Regions from separate parts of the Danio rerio genome. Here region 2 is linked to region 1. The links are chromatin contacts, called in public HiChIP or PLAC-seq maps. All regions are on one chromosome and are shown on one strand. The core of a region is the stretch at or near the end of the contact, and the rest is flanking DNA. Distances in the headings are between cores, read along the strand shown.

The links. HiChIP or PLAC-seq counts read pairs in DNA pulled down with a chosen protein or histone mark.
Region 2: an H3K4me3 HiChIP or PLAC-seq map of gastrula embryo shows a contact between it and region 1, with 2.2 times the contacts expected there. The contact joins the promoter of acin1a here to the promoter of chd8 in region 1. A contact is called at or near these places in 2 of 4 datasets of contacts at active chromatin or transcription factors (embryo and gastrula embryo).

The regions. Positions count from the first base shown.
Region 1 is chr2:41,136,481-41,143,252 of GRCz12tu, reverse strand. It overlaps chd8 (chromodomain helicase DNA binding protein 8), which reads left to right and starts at 1,734. Exons shown (of 39, transcript NM_001347671.1): 1 at 1,734-1,809; 2 at 2,489-2,664; 3 at 3,444-4,480; 4 at 4,888-5,160; 5 at 5,244-5,360; 6 at 5,930-6,408; 7 at 6,498-6,609; 8 at 6,760-6,772. The coding sequence starts at 3,539.
Region 2 is chr2:41,244,333-41,251,894 of GRCz12tu, reverse strand. It overlaps acin1a (apoptotic chromatin condensation inducer 1a), which reads left to right and starts at 2,530. Exons shown (of 18, transcript XM_073928090.1): 1 at 2,530-2,691; 2 at 3,838-3,903; 3 at 4,010-4,121; 4 at 6,747-6,805. The coding sequence starts at 2,554. It overlaps si:ch211-14a17.11, which reads right to left and starts at 2,485. Exons shown (of 3, transcript NM_001244794.1): 1 at 2,123-2,485; 2 at 466-872. The coding sequence starts at 870.

The DNA.
Region 1 (6,772 bases), core at 485-2,984:
TAGCATTAAAGGTATTTTAACAGTATATATTTATAGTAAATATTTATTTTCCATAAAGCCTGTTTGTTATGATTTCACATAACATAATTTATGTCAACATGTCATTTATCATTCATTTGCCCATCCAGTGCAGTGCAAATTTAGTTATTGCTTCATATATGTATTATTGTGTTATGTAATGCCTATAATATAAATATTTCTGACAAATTTTAGTATAGAGCCAGATCAGTATCAAAAATAAAATTTTTAGAAAATATAATTCATACGTCCACAACACAGTTTACATTTACAAAATCCAATTCGTCAATTTAAAACACGATTCAAAAATACATAAATCATATTTGTAAATGCAAAACACCATTCAAAAGTACACAAATCAAATTCGTAAATTCAAAGCACCATTCAAAAAATACACAAATTATATTCATAAATTGAAAACACAATTCGTAAATACACAAATCAGATTTATTAATTCAAAACACAATTTGTAAATACACAATGCCAATTCGTAAATTCCAAACACCAATTAAAAATTAATTGGTAGGAATTACCTTCCATACTGGAAGGGTATCCACTACATAAAACATGTGCTGGATAGGTTGGCGGTTCATTCTCCTGTGGTGACCCCTGATTAATAGAGGGACTAAGCTGAAAAGAAGACGAATAAATGAAGGAAGAAATGTATTTGTGAATAATTTCCTGTTTTAAAATGTGGAAGTACTGTTTGTTTTATGCATCAGCTGTATTTTGAAGCCATACTTTTTTTATTTAACAGCGAGAACCACAATGGAAACAAGCCCACGGCTTAATTGTGTTTTATCCTGGACAGTTTTTATTTAGTTATTATTATTATTATTTTATTTTTATATAGTTTTGGGATACTTATACAGCTTAACTAAAATCTGTCAAATAAAAATTTAATTCAATTAAAGAAAAAAACAATTCATAAATTCAAAACACGATTCATAATTTACACAAATCCAATTATTTGGTGAAAATGTTTATGATTTTCCACTTGTGAATTTATGAACTGTGTGTTGTATTTATTAATTGTGTTCTGGATTCAAAAATTGGACTTTGTAAATGTGTATTGTACTGCGCATGTATAAACTTCATTTTGTAAATATTATTATTTTTGAGACTGATCTGGCTCCATATTTCAGCAGCATTTTGCTTTTCGCTGGCATTTCATTTATACCTCTATTTACAATGTTTTCTAAATAGCAAAACCAAAAAAATTCTAACAAAACAGCCCCAAAACTGTCGCCTAAATTTATGAAGACATTTGTGTTCATAAACGACCTTTTCATTTAACACAATGCATCAATGTTTCATTTATTATCATCAAGCTTCATTTGGATACATAGCAAAAAAAACTAACAAAAGCTCTGTCAAAAAATTATATTTGCTCAACGTTTAAATGATTCGATATTATTTTTCCCTAAATAGCAATAAAAATAACTGAATCATCGCCATTTAATTCTAAGCAGCGAGCATCTCAAAACCCGGCGATAACAAGTAGGCCGCATTTAGCGCATCCTCAACCTAACTACCTGTACGACCGATACCCATTAATGTCTCCCGCCCTGTAATTCCGCACACCGGATTGATAGACAACTCGTTCCACCAATGAGACGTTTGTCTTTTGACAGCCCCTCTGCCAACCGACCAATCAGCGTACAGCAGATGAGATCGGGGCAGCGCGTTCGACCTAGCGCTGGCAAGAAGTTAGTTCCTGCTCTACGCTGGCCGTTTCCTGTAATCGTACAGTGTTGTGAGACGGAGAAAGCCATGTGTGTCGATGCAAAGGTAAATTTAGCACCCCGAAATTATTGCTGGGAAAGTTAGGGCAGTGGATGGCAGCGTTATTATGGCATATTTTAGTAGAAAATATGACCTAGCCAAGTCGAAACAGCTTTGCGGCCTTGTCCATGTCTGTTCGTAGTCGGGCTATGGTTTTTGTAGCACGTTGCCTTTGGTTTGGTCCGGTTTGTTGATGAGAGAGATTGAAAGAGAGTCCGAACGAGAGACTGAGATGTATTATGAATGATGGAGGCTTACTTATACACTTCAAATCGGCCGTGAGAGAACAACAAGACGATCGAGCACTTATTTAGCATTTATAGCAGTAGGATTCGCCATTGTGAACATTGATGGGGTTTGTCGAGTGTCTGGTTTAGGACTGTTGTTCCACATTGATGGCAAGGCAAGGAAGACAGAACTGCTTTATGTAATGTAAACGTCAAATATACGATTTGTAGATGATTTTGAAAAATAATGATTGGCAGAAAATACATATTTGCTCGTTTTCACTTTTTAAAACAACGTTGCGATGCATGCTAAGTGAGATACAAGTCAGTCAGACATGATGCCATGCGAAGTGATGGCAATGCCATTTAGCAGGATACAGCAACTGTGCCATTTGAATGTTTCAATTTAATACAATTCAATGTTTTTAATCTTTTTCATGGGTTCTTATCTTCTCCAGGGCATCAGTACACACATATATTGATGGATCTCTTAGTGTTCAGTCCAACCAGAGAACCGAAAAGTAACTCCAGAGAGTAGGAGAGGATAGAGGGGAGGAAGAGAGAGAGGCAGAAAGAGGGTGAACTGGTGGACTCTCTCTTTTCCTATTCCTCACTCCCTAATCACTGATTTCAGGTAAGTTTACCTGCTGTACTGGATACTTATTCATATGTAATGGTTAAAGTGTTATAATGTGTATGTAAATATGAGCTTGATGAAGGTGCTTGCAAAATGTATGGGTTTTAAAAATTTTAGTCTTTTCATGTTTCATTGACAAAAACATCTGTCATTCAAAACAAAAAGATTTTATTTGTAAGCATGTTTAAAAGCGGTTTATGTTGTTTTGCAGTTTTCTATTATATTGTTTAACATTTTAATTGTCATGGAAGCTGGCATGAAATTAAAACGCCAACCAACCAGCTGTCTGTCAAATGCTTAAAACTAAATAAAAGTATGTATCTTATAAGTATTCTTACCTGCCATGCGGGAGGGGGGTATCACATTGGGAAGCACTTTCACCTCACAGCAAGAAGGTCGCCGGTTTGATCCCCGTTTTTGTGTGGGTTTTCTCTGGGTGCTCTGGTTTCCCCCAGTCCAAAGACATGCGCTATGGGTGACTTGGAGAGAGAGAGAGAGAGAGAGAGAGAGAGAGAGAGAGTGTGTGAGAGTGAGTGTATGGGTGTTTCCAAGTGATGGGTTGCAGCTGAAAAGTATGTATAAAACATATTCTAGATAAGTTGGCGGTTCAACCCGCTGTGGCAACCCCTGATTAGTTAAGGGACTAAGCTGAAAAGAAAATCAATGTATCATATAAATATATCTATTAAAAAAGTTTTGGGGGTTATTTTGTATATACTGATGCATAAATGTAACAATAATATAATAAATATATTGTTTTATTTTTAATTTGGCAGCACACCTGCAGGATCCTTTCGGACTTGTTGGATGTTTTTGTACCGACACTGGATATCACTCTTTCTTTGCTTTTTTTCACAAACTTTTTGACAAGATGGCAGACCCTATTATGGACCTCTTTGATGACACACCACTGTTCAATTTGGACTCCCTGCCGGAGGATGCGTTCTCCCAGGGTTCCTCAGACCCAGTAGAGGAGGCGCTGAAGTTGGCATTGGGCCAAGTAGACCCTCCTACAGACCCCATACCTGACCCTGGTGTTCCTATTCTGAGTGACGTGGTCACAGATCCAGCTCTAATCCCAACTCCTGTCTCTGTTCCACTGCAAAACCTTCAAACTCAGCAGCTCAGCCAGATCCCCCATGAGGTCTCTGTTGCCTCTGCTCCCATTTCCATTCAGCCCTCCCTCTCGGTGGCCAGTAACAGCAGTGGTGCTGCAACAGTCTTGCTGAGCTCTTCTCTTGGTGTACCTGTGTCAGGGGCTCAAGTCACCCCTCAGCAGCAGACTCAGCAAATCACTGCTGTTACGCAACAGGCAGCGGGACAGCACGCCCCAAAAATTGTCATTCTGAAAGGCCCGCAGGGTCAGACTCAAGTGCTGCAGGGTGTCACAGGAGCCACGGGCTCTCCAGGGAAAGTCACCCTCGCTAGAGTTCTGACAGGGACCCCTCTTAGGCCCGGCATGGCAGTTGTTTCTGGAGGGACGGTATTAAATGCGACATCTCCTGCGCAGGGGCAGGTCAAAGTTGGCACTGGAGTACAAAGGCTGGTTCAAACTGCAAATGGCCCAATGAAACAGGTGTTACTGACCTCAGTGCCCCAGACGCAATCGCAGGTGCAGACACAGCCTGTCCAGGTGCAAATACCTGTGCAGACACAGCTGCAGTCACCATCGCAGCCGCAACAGCTTCAGGCGCAGATCCAGGCTCAGACACAGGTGGCATTACAAACACAAGCCCAAACGCAGACTCCTACTTCTCCGGCAGCAGCAGGCATCCGACCTCAAAGTGTCACACTTTCTGCAGTACCACAGCAGGTCAGATTTTAACTTGAATTATCATCATACAGACTAAAACCTGAATAAACCACTCTAATAAATGATGTAAACAACTTTTAAAACCACTTTAATAAATTATAGGGAAAATCTGATATTTGACATCTGATATCTGACACTTACATTTTTGCTTTAACTATTCAATCTAAGTATTCAATCTAAAGTAAAGTGCAAAAATAAAGGTGCATGAAAAGCTACATAGACATTTTATATTAACAAAAAATAAAAGCACAACAGAATATATAAACAGAACACTTAAGAATAACACCTAATGTCAAATATTGATAAACTGTTAAAGTGTTTCAATGGTAAATGAACACTGTTCGCATTGCTCTATTTAGTTTTTTCCCCCGCTGTCAGAGACCTAAAAGCCCCTCTTTCTTTTTCAGGGGGAAGCAAAGAGGATCACTCTGGTGCTACAGCAGCCCTCACAAGGTGGAGCTGCCCAAGCTGGGACGGTGACAGTAGGGGGAACTGCAGGGTCGGGTCAGCAAGGCCAGCAGCCCAGGCTGGTGTTGGGCTCTCTGCCAGGGAAGTTAGTCCTGCAGGGAGACCAGCTGGCAGCACTCGCCCAAGCCAAGGCAGGTCAAACGGGTGCACAGGCAAAAGTGCTCACTATTCAGCTGCAGGTTCAACAGCAGCCCAACCAACAGGGAGCCAAGGTGAGCGAAAGGACAGGGTTGGGTGTTGGAAGATTGGCTTTTACTTGTATCTCGCTGGTGACTTGAAGCTTTTCTTGCAACAGTTTCAGTTGGTTTCTGGGGCAGCAAATGCTGGTGGCAGTCCACAGGTGGTGCAGATTTCTCAAGGCCAAGGAGGACAAAGACTAGCAGTGCCCCTTAAACTACTGCTGCAGCCACAGGTAGAACATTTTTTCAAATCTCTTTTATAGTTCTGTGAACTTTCTCGGGTGTTTTTAACATCTGAAATAATGCTAATGTTTTCTCTCTTGGAGACTAATACATAAAGTGTAATAAAACCTAATAAATCTTTTATTATCAGTTCAACTGTCAAAATTAAATATTATTTGTAAGCTGTATGATGTAAAAACAAAAATGGATAATTGACAGTCGCTGTAGCACGTCATACATGAGTGCTTTTGTTTATTTACATTTTCAGATTGCATTAGGCAACCTTGATCTTTGCTCTGTTAGAATTTTTAAGAGTGACTTTCATTGATATATTTAGTGTTTTGAAACTACAGGTTTAAAACTTCAATTTATTTACAGCATCAGAAGTAGTTTGAGCAGAAATTAAATTCTTATAAAGCACCTGAACTACAGTGAGCTGTTAATTAGCATACCTTTTACACTGTTAGAGTCAACCATTGTCTTATAGTTACCTAGTGCTCTTTACACACCCTTTCATGCTAACAAGTACAGAGCTATCTATCTGGAATAATGGAATAAAAGTCGTTTCTATTTTCTGCAGTCAAACACTGTTTCCAGCGCTGGTGGAGCTGTCTCTGTGGTTAAAGTTATCAATACCTCAGCTGCTGGCTCGACGTCCGGCACCACCACTACAGCTGCATCTTCCGGGGTACGCTTGGCAAAGATCCAGGAGCCCGTACGGAGAGTGGAAACGCTTTGCAAGCAAGAGAAAGCAAATCGCATTGTTGCTGAGGCCATCGCACGGGCCAAAGCCAGGGGTGAAAGGAACATCCCACGAGTGCTCAACCAGGATGAACTACCTGCCGGACAAACCTCAGCAGACCTAGAGGGCGCAGGAGGGGCTACCGGAGCCAAGAAGAAAGGAGGAGGAGGAGTTGGAGGTGGTGGAGGTGGAAGCAAGAAGAAAAGCCCAAGTGCAGGAGGAGCGAAAATGGTGGTGGGAGGAGATAAGAAATCCAAGGCAAAAACTCCAGTTATACCTGGTGGAGGCAGTAAAAGCAAATCTAAGACTAAGCTCAAGTAAGTTATGATTCCATTCTCCCAGTTTGATGAGAGTTTGACTCACTGATATATGAGTTTGTTTCTTACTCTTGATCTCTTCTCCACAGCACCATCACTCTAGTGGGTAAGAAAAGGAAAAGAAACCCGTCTTCTGATCACTCAGACGTAGATCTCAGCCCACCTGTTTCGCCCCGCACACTGGAGGAAGAAATGTCACAGGTGTTACTTGCTTGCACATTTGCTTATTAGTGACTCACAGGAGCCATTGTAGGTACTGTGTGGCACTGTGTGGCAGAATCTTGTAGGGCAATTGAAGAAAACACAAACCTCATTTATTAACTCTGCTCTTTGATTTTGTCCTTCCAACAGAAGAGACGTTCAA
Region 2 (7,562 bases), core at 1,281-3,780, 110 kb before region 1:
ACCTCTGACAAAAGCCTCAGATTCACCTGAGCTTTCTTTCACACAAAGAAAATCATGTGCAGGATTTTGGGGTATACATCACTGCACAGTGCATATGAACGCACACACCCTATACTGAAAAGACATTTGTTGAATCAAGTCATTATTTTTGTTTCATGTGTGCACAAAAGTATTCTCAATGCTTAATAATCTTGAGATTGAACCACTGCAACAACATATGTTTGGTTTTGAGGATTTTTGTCGTACCTTTTTGGACTTTTGTAACGATTCGGGACAATTGCTGTCTATGGTGAACGAGAGACCTCTCGAAGTTCATCTAAAATATATTAATCTGTGTTCTGAAGATGAACAAAACTCTCAATGGTTTAGATCAACATAATGGTGGGTGGCTGAACCTTTAATTACAGAAAAATCAACCACCAAAGACAAAGCTATTAAGTTTGACATAGACCCAAAATAAAGCACCTGTAGTGTGTTGAGCTGGTCTAATAAACTAGACACCTTTCCAGGTACAGCCTTTGAGATCAGATCTTCCAGAAAGCGTTGTTTCTGAGCAACATTCCATCCCAAAAACCAGCTGAGCACACATCTTTGCTCCTGAAGCGTCACAAAAGACAGCGGCACAGGATCTTGTCTGGAGCCCATGCTGAGAGATGTGCAGGACAGAGCTTCCAGTCGCTGGGGGACAATTCCTCCTGAGGCAGAGGGAAAGTCTGAGATGGAGACCGAAGGGAGGGTTGACCAACCTTGTCCATCAGACATTCCTAACTGGGTAATGGTGTGCATAGAGACCTGTGTATGGGACACATCTTCCACGGTGGGTGCATCTGGCTGGCCCGAGCCTTGCAAAGCATGGTGGAACCAAGCCATTTCTGCATAATGACATAAAAAGGAGGATATCAACAGTTTATCATTGGTGCTACTGAACTAATCTAAAAGAAACAGATTGCCTTGATGCTGTTGTGCGATTTAATAACTGGAAGATTTAAACCACGTAGGCCTACATCATAATTCGGTTCGTTAAAATATAAAATTTGCATGTTACAATGACTGTAGTAGGATACATGTATTCACTTCCTTGTCAAGACACACTGTGCTCGCTAACCAAAACAAACGAGTAACGAGTCACTTGAATCAAAATGTTACCCTTTTCTTGGTCGATTTTTCTCACATTACGTCGAAAAAAAATCAGGCTGTTGCTTTTATCGTCGGTAACCAGACAGTAAATACGGTCGAGGAGCCGCAAAGAAGCTCAAGCGGAGCCGCTGCCGCTTTCATCATCTGCCATGGAGCTCCTGCTACCCCCAACGAATCATTGTGGATCGGATCTTTTCAGTTTACAAAGCCAGGCTGACATCTCGCTGAAGAATCGAACTCAAGCAGGCGCTGATCAAATTAACGACATTTTAAAGTGTAGTTGACGGCCATAAATGAGCATTTTATGTTAATCTACTCACCCTTTGGAAACCCAATGTTGTAACGTTATGTTTGACTTTAATTTCCCTAAAAAGAGCTGAAGATTTTTTGCTGAAACCCTGGTCCTTGTGATGGTTCATAAAAAATAAAGTTGACTGGCACTTCACTGAATATAAACAGGCAAAACGGAATGATTACCAGTGGTTCGGTACCGACTCTGACCTTGTCAGTATAGCTAGTGAAGCATATGTTGATGATGAATGTACAAAACGTTACAATAATAACACTTTACAGCCAAAGATAAAAGAGCTAGCTAAACTGCTTTGAGTTGATTTCGTTTAAACTGAATCATTTTAAACGAGCAGTTCAAAAGAACCGAATAAATGAATTGAATCTGCGCCACTTGGGAACACAATATCAAATCCAAAATCTAGTTTATTGAAAAAGAACAAAAAATACTAATTCATTAATACATTCGGAGTAATATAGAGGACTAAATTTAGAATTTTTATTGATGCTGATTATTATTTTCAAACACCAAAACGTAGTAGATTAATGTGCATTAAAGTCCCGCCCCCAATATTGAACACTTTTCAGTATTCCAACCTGATTTTCTGAGAATATGAAACAAGATTAACACAGAACTAAAGGGATGGTTCATTCAAATTTTAATTTCTGTTATTATTCACTCAATCCTTGTACAAACCTCTTTGAATTTCTTCTTTTGAGCCCACTTTTGAAGAATAAACACTTATTTTGTGTTCAAAAGACAAATCAAACTCATAAGTACTTGACTGGAACTACTTTAAGGCGAATAAATGAAACAATGTTTACCGGGTTTCTATTGAAAATTGGTTGGCAAACCAACAGCTGACTACCAGAGAATATCCTCTTTGCTTGCCTAATGTCTGAAAATCAATTAATAATGTGCGATCTAATCGTGCCTAATGTGATCTAAACGCAAAAATGCATGTATACTGCCTGTTAACCTGATAAAACACCAAACAAACAACTTGATGTTGTTCTGCCTGAGTGCGCTTCAACTCCGCCTTTTCCGGAAACGCTCGTTGCGCGCTGACGTCAATGAGGAAGGCGTTGCGGTCCGCGCAAGCTACAGAACGAGTGAAGGGAATCAAGATGGCGGACCTCGAAGATGTTACGCTGGACGGGAGGCCGCTGCATTCGCTCCGGGTAGCGGACTTGAAGGCTGCATTGGAAGAGCGAGGGCTTCCGAAGAGCGGACAGAAAAATGCCCTCGTCAAGAGACTCAAAGGGGTAAGTGTGAGTCGCTGGTTTCTCGGCTCCGCGGAGTCCGAGGACCGTGATTGGGAGGCCGAGCGTCGGTGGTCTCTCGCTAGCTGCTAGCGCGCACTAGCTGGGGTGCTCATCCAGTTTGTAGAGTGTCATCATGTTCCCCCCGTTGATGCCTGTTTGTGCGTTTGTGTGTGACTTGCAAAAGTGCTGTTTATTTGCCGTACATTAGAGTTTTGGGAGGGCGCAGACCTCGCAGCGGGGTCTGGCGATGCGCTTCTGTTTACAAGTCTCTGGATGGCTGTGAACTGCGAGCTTTTTAAGTTGTCGGCGGGCTCGCGCTTTGTTAGTGCATAAGGTGTTAGGGGGGTGGGGGTTATGAAACGGGGACGCGCTTGCCAAAAAGTCTGTTTTTATTTTTTTATGACGTTTTCGAAAGACTAAACACGTCTTAACGCTTGAATGGCATGTGCTTTTGCTGAAACAAACAGTGAAGTCGCAGAGCGGTTGCTTTGCGTCGGTGGGAGGATTTGATTGATTGATGTGTCGCGCGCCACAGCTGCTTTGAAGTTTGATCTGAAGTTTCTGTTACTGGACAGATGTAAACAAATGTCTGTCACCTTCACGATTAGATTCTTCATCACATTTTGTGCAATTTTTTATTTTGGGATATGAAGAAATTAGAGTATACATTAATCCATGTAAGTGATATGATTTTGGATTCACGATGACTGCCGATCGTTCAGTCGGGTCTATGCAATCCTCATACCATAAACAAATGACTGCTCATTAATGTGTTCATAACGTAAAAGAGACATTTCTCTCATATGTAAATTGACATCGTTTACTCGCCATACACTTGTTTAAAACCTGTATTCGTTTACTCCGATAAACAGACGTTTTTTGTTGATCACGTGTAACCAAAAGGTTGCTTCTTCCCATTGGCTTACATATTATTTTACACAACGGAAGTCAAAGTAGACTGTTATCCAAAATTATAAATAATGTAAATGATTTTATACATTATATTATAAATAATGTTCAGGAAAAGGAAAACGCTCATAAATGTTTAGAACCACCTGAAAATGTAAGTTTTAAGTGCACAAGTCGCAGTATTGCATATTAGTACAGATGTTGAATTGTGTTTCTGTTATTTTGCATGTGCAACAGGCTCTCATGCTGGAGAACCTTCAGAAAACCTCCACTCCACACATTGGCCTGCAGCCCAACTCCCGGGTGAGCTGATCTGTGATGTATTGTTGAAATAAATTTGTTCTTGTTTGGATGGCCTAACTGCACTACAGCACTCATACCATTTTGCATTGCGTGTGTGTTTGTTTAGATCGGGGAGGAAATGAGTCAGAATAGCTTCATTAAGCAGTACCTGGCCAAACAGCAAGAGCTTCTGAGACAGCGTTTGGAAAAAGAGGCACGAGAGGCAGCTGAAACTGATGGTGAGTGAATGATGGTGATATTAAATAGCTCAAATTGTAACAGTATGTGTTGTTTTAAGTTGAATGTGTTAAAGATGTTGTCAACCAACACAAACTCTTCATCATTGAAACTGTGGTAAAGTGAACTGTGGAAATACTAAGCACACTCAACAAATCGTCACCTTAGAATTATAAGGTTCTATCTGACATTTGTCAAAATTGAGTTATTGACATATTCTTGTTAAATGACAACTTATAAATAAAAGATCAAATAATATTAATAAATTGTTTACATTTTAAGACTTTTTATTTAAAAAACAAAAAAGGTTTTATCTACAAAGTCGACCTCTAGCTTGGCTCTATAAGGTTCTTTCTGTGAGCCATCAGCATTTTTAAAACAATCGGAGCTTTCTTGGGGCCAGCGGCCGGCCTTTTTCAAACTGCCGAATATCTTGGGCCAAAGAGGGCCAACTGGGGCTTCGGGGCGGAGTGAAAGAAGAGGCGGGCACAGTTTTCGGATCGCACATGAGTACATGCGCCAAACAAATCAATAAATAAGGAAAAGAAAACATCTAGCCTAATGGGGTCTTTTTGCGTATGATCACCCTTATGTTTCCCTTTTAAATGTAAGGGTGTTGCATAAAATAATAAAGTAGTTTTAATTTATAGTGACGTTCTTTGCTGCGTCCTCCTTGATGTTTCAATAACGCATTATAATTTTCACACCATATTAAAGACACAGCAGACAGTAAAGGTTTTCGAGAGTTTTTGTCAAGTTTAAAAGGTGTATTTGTGCACGTTTAAATTCCTGTATGTGTGTGTGAGAGAAAAAGAGCGCTCCCTTTACAGCTGTGTTGATGCTGCGCGGCTTTTTAAAATTTATTTTGGAGATAATATACAACAGAAAGACATAAAACTTAACAAATTATGTGCCCACTTTCGTAGACTTTACACAATATATTGTCATATCTTGATAAAATAGCCTAAGCTATATTGAAATATAATTTAAAGAATTACAAATATCGGATATATTAAAATCGCATTAAAAAAATAAACCAATATAAAATAAACAAAAGCTAGCTATAACAAAGTAGGTTGCCTATACAATACATAAATCAAACTGTTTTAAAGCCACATATAACTTTCATTTTACAAAGACCTATCTGAAAAAAAAAAGATTTTAGATATTTCTAAAAACAATAAACACCGGAGAAGGTTTGAAATATTATTTATAAAGTGTTTGGATATGATAATATTAATCAAATCGTGCAAACAGAGCATTTTTTGGGTGAGTAAAAGCAGAATATAGCCTACTTTTTTTTTCTGTCACCCAGTCCTGCGCAGCGCCGCTTTAAACGCATTAGGGAAAAATGTGTTCTGTGTCCTCAAACAAGTGTTTATGTCCAAAATGCGGCTATTGACAGCGGGAGAAACAAGAAAGACAAAATCATACAAAATCAGAGTCGGCTAAATAATGCCGCACCACACAAAATTGAGATGTGTGTCAATGTGATGATTTAAAAGCATTTCTTGACATTGAGATTCATTCATTTATTCATTGTCTTTTGACTTAGTCCCTTAATTAATCTGGGGTCACCACAGCAGAATGAACCGGCAACTTATCCAGCATATGTTTTATGCAGCGGATGCCCTTCCAGCTGCAACCCATCTCTGGCAAACACCCATACACACTCACACACACATACACGATGGACAATTTTAGCTTACCCATTTCACCTGTACCGCACATATTTAAACTTATATTTGGACCGAACACGGGGAGAACATGCAAACTCCACACAGAAATGGCAACTAACCCAGCTGAGGCTCGAATCAGCGACCTTCTTATTGTGAGGTGATTGTATATATCACCGACATTGAGATTAAATGTTACGTTTTACATTGTTGAAAAAGAAATTAATATTTTAAAATGTATATATTAAATGGAAAATATATTAATTTGTTTACATATAGTCAGCGATACACTTTTCAGTGTTTATTAAACTCATTTGGTCATCGTCTATTTCTTTTAAAGTTTTTCAATTTAATTTTAAGCCTTGAAGGGCAAATACTTAATTTAATTCATGGGGCATATAATTCAATAAAAATAGTTCAATAATTCATATTAAGCATAAAATTTATAAATATTAACATATTAATTAGATAAAATTAAAAGCTGCGCTGGAAAAAATATTTAGCTCAGTCTTGCATGTTTAATTTAAACAAGAAAAAATATTCATCTTAAAACATGAAATAAATGTTAAAGAAAGCAAAAATTAAAATTTCTTAAGCGTCAACATATTGTTACAACACCAACTTATATATTTTTTGATTGTCTTTCTTGAAAAGCAATGCTTCAATGAATGATCTGGCGGATAGAACCTTATAATTCCAAGTGGAAAATGACTTCAGAATGAGAAGGTTCATTTACTGTTTTTTTTTACTCCAATTTGCAAATGTAAGTGAACTTTGATGATTTACATTTAGAGAACCCTTACGGTGTGTGTGTATATATATATATATATATATATATATATATATATATATATATATATATATATTTGTGTGTGTGTGTATAAGACAGATCAGATTTGACTGTGAATGTATTTTATCAACACTGATTTTGTTTTATTTTTTTATCTCAAGGAACCGACCGTGGCGACCACACAGAGTCCAATGATAATATCCATGCTGCCTCGAACCAGGTTCGAATATTTATCAATCTTTATTTTACACTGTGACCTTAAGTTATTTTGTATTGGCCTATTTCCACTGAGTGGTATGGTACGCTTTTATAAACATTTCCATTGTCAGAAGGTACCAAAAAGCGGACCGTACCATTTTTTGGGTACCCTTTTCAAAAGGGTACCTAGCACAAAAAAAAGTGTTCTAAAAGGCAGAGCAAAACATACAGCTGAGTGCTCTTGGTTTACAGAGATGCTTCACTAGCGCATGCACAAGCCAGGAGAATAAAAACAAAGGAAGCACCATTTTTAAATACACTGCTGAGACATTACACAGTAATAATAAATGTATATAATAACGAGCCACGGTCGACCTGAGCTCAAGCAAACCTTGTTTTCATCTTGATGAACAGCCACAGATCCAAGATGAAGAGCAGAATCTACTCTGTGCCCTGTCGTTGTTTACAAAGCCATCTAAAGTGCGAGCGGTTTCACTTTCTCCAGAGAACTAGTGTGCATGTCTACATTTGAATAACTTCTTGAGCTGATGATAATAGTGTGTGTGATTATTGAAGAGCTTCTGACATCCCTCTCGCATTTGTCCGTTTCTGAAAGGATCGGAAGCACAAAAAAACAAAAGAGCAAATGATTCTTTCAGCAGCCTAACGTTAAAACATGAACAAACTGCCATGTTTAATTATTATTATCACCAAGGAATTAACTTCTAACAGAGGTTACATGTGCTGGTGAAGATTAAAGATGCAGATGAGAGGTTTGC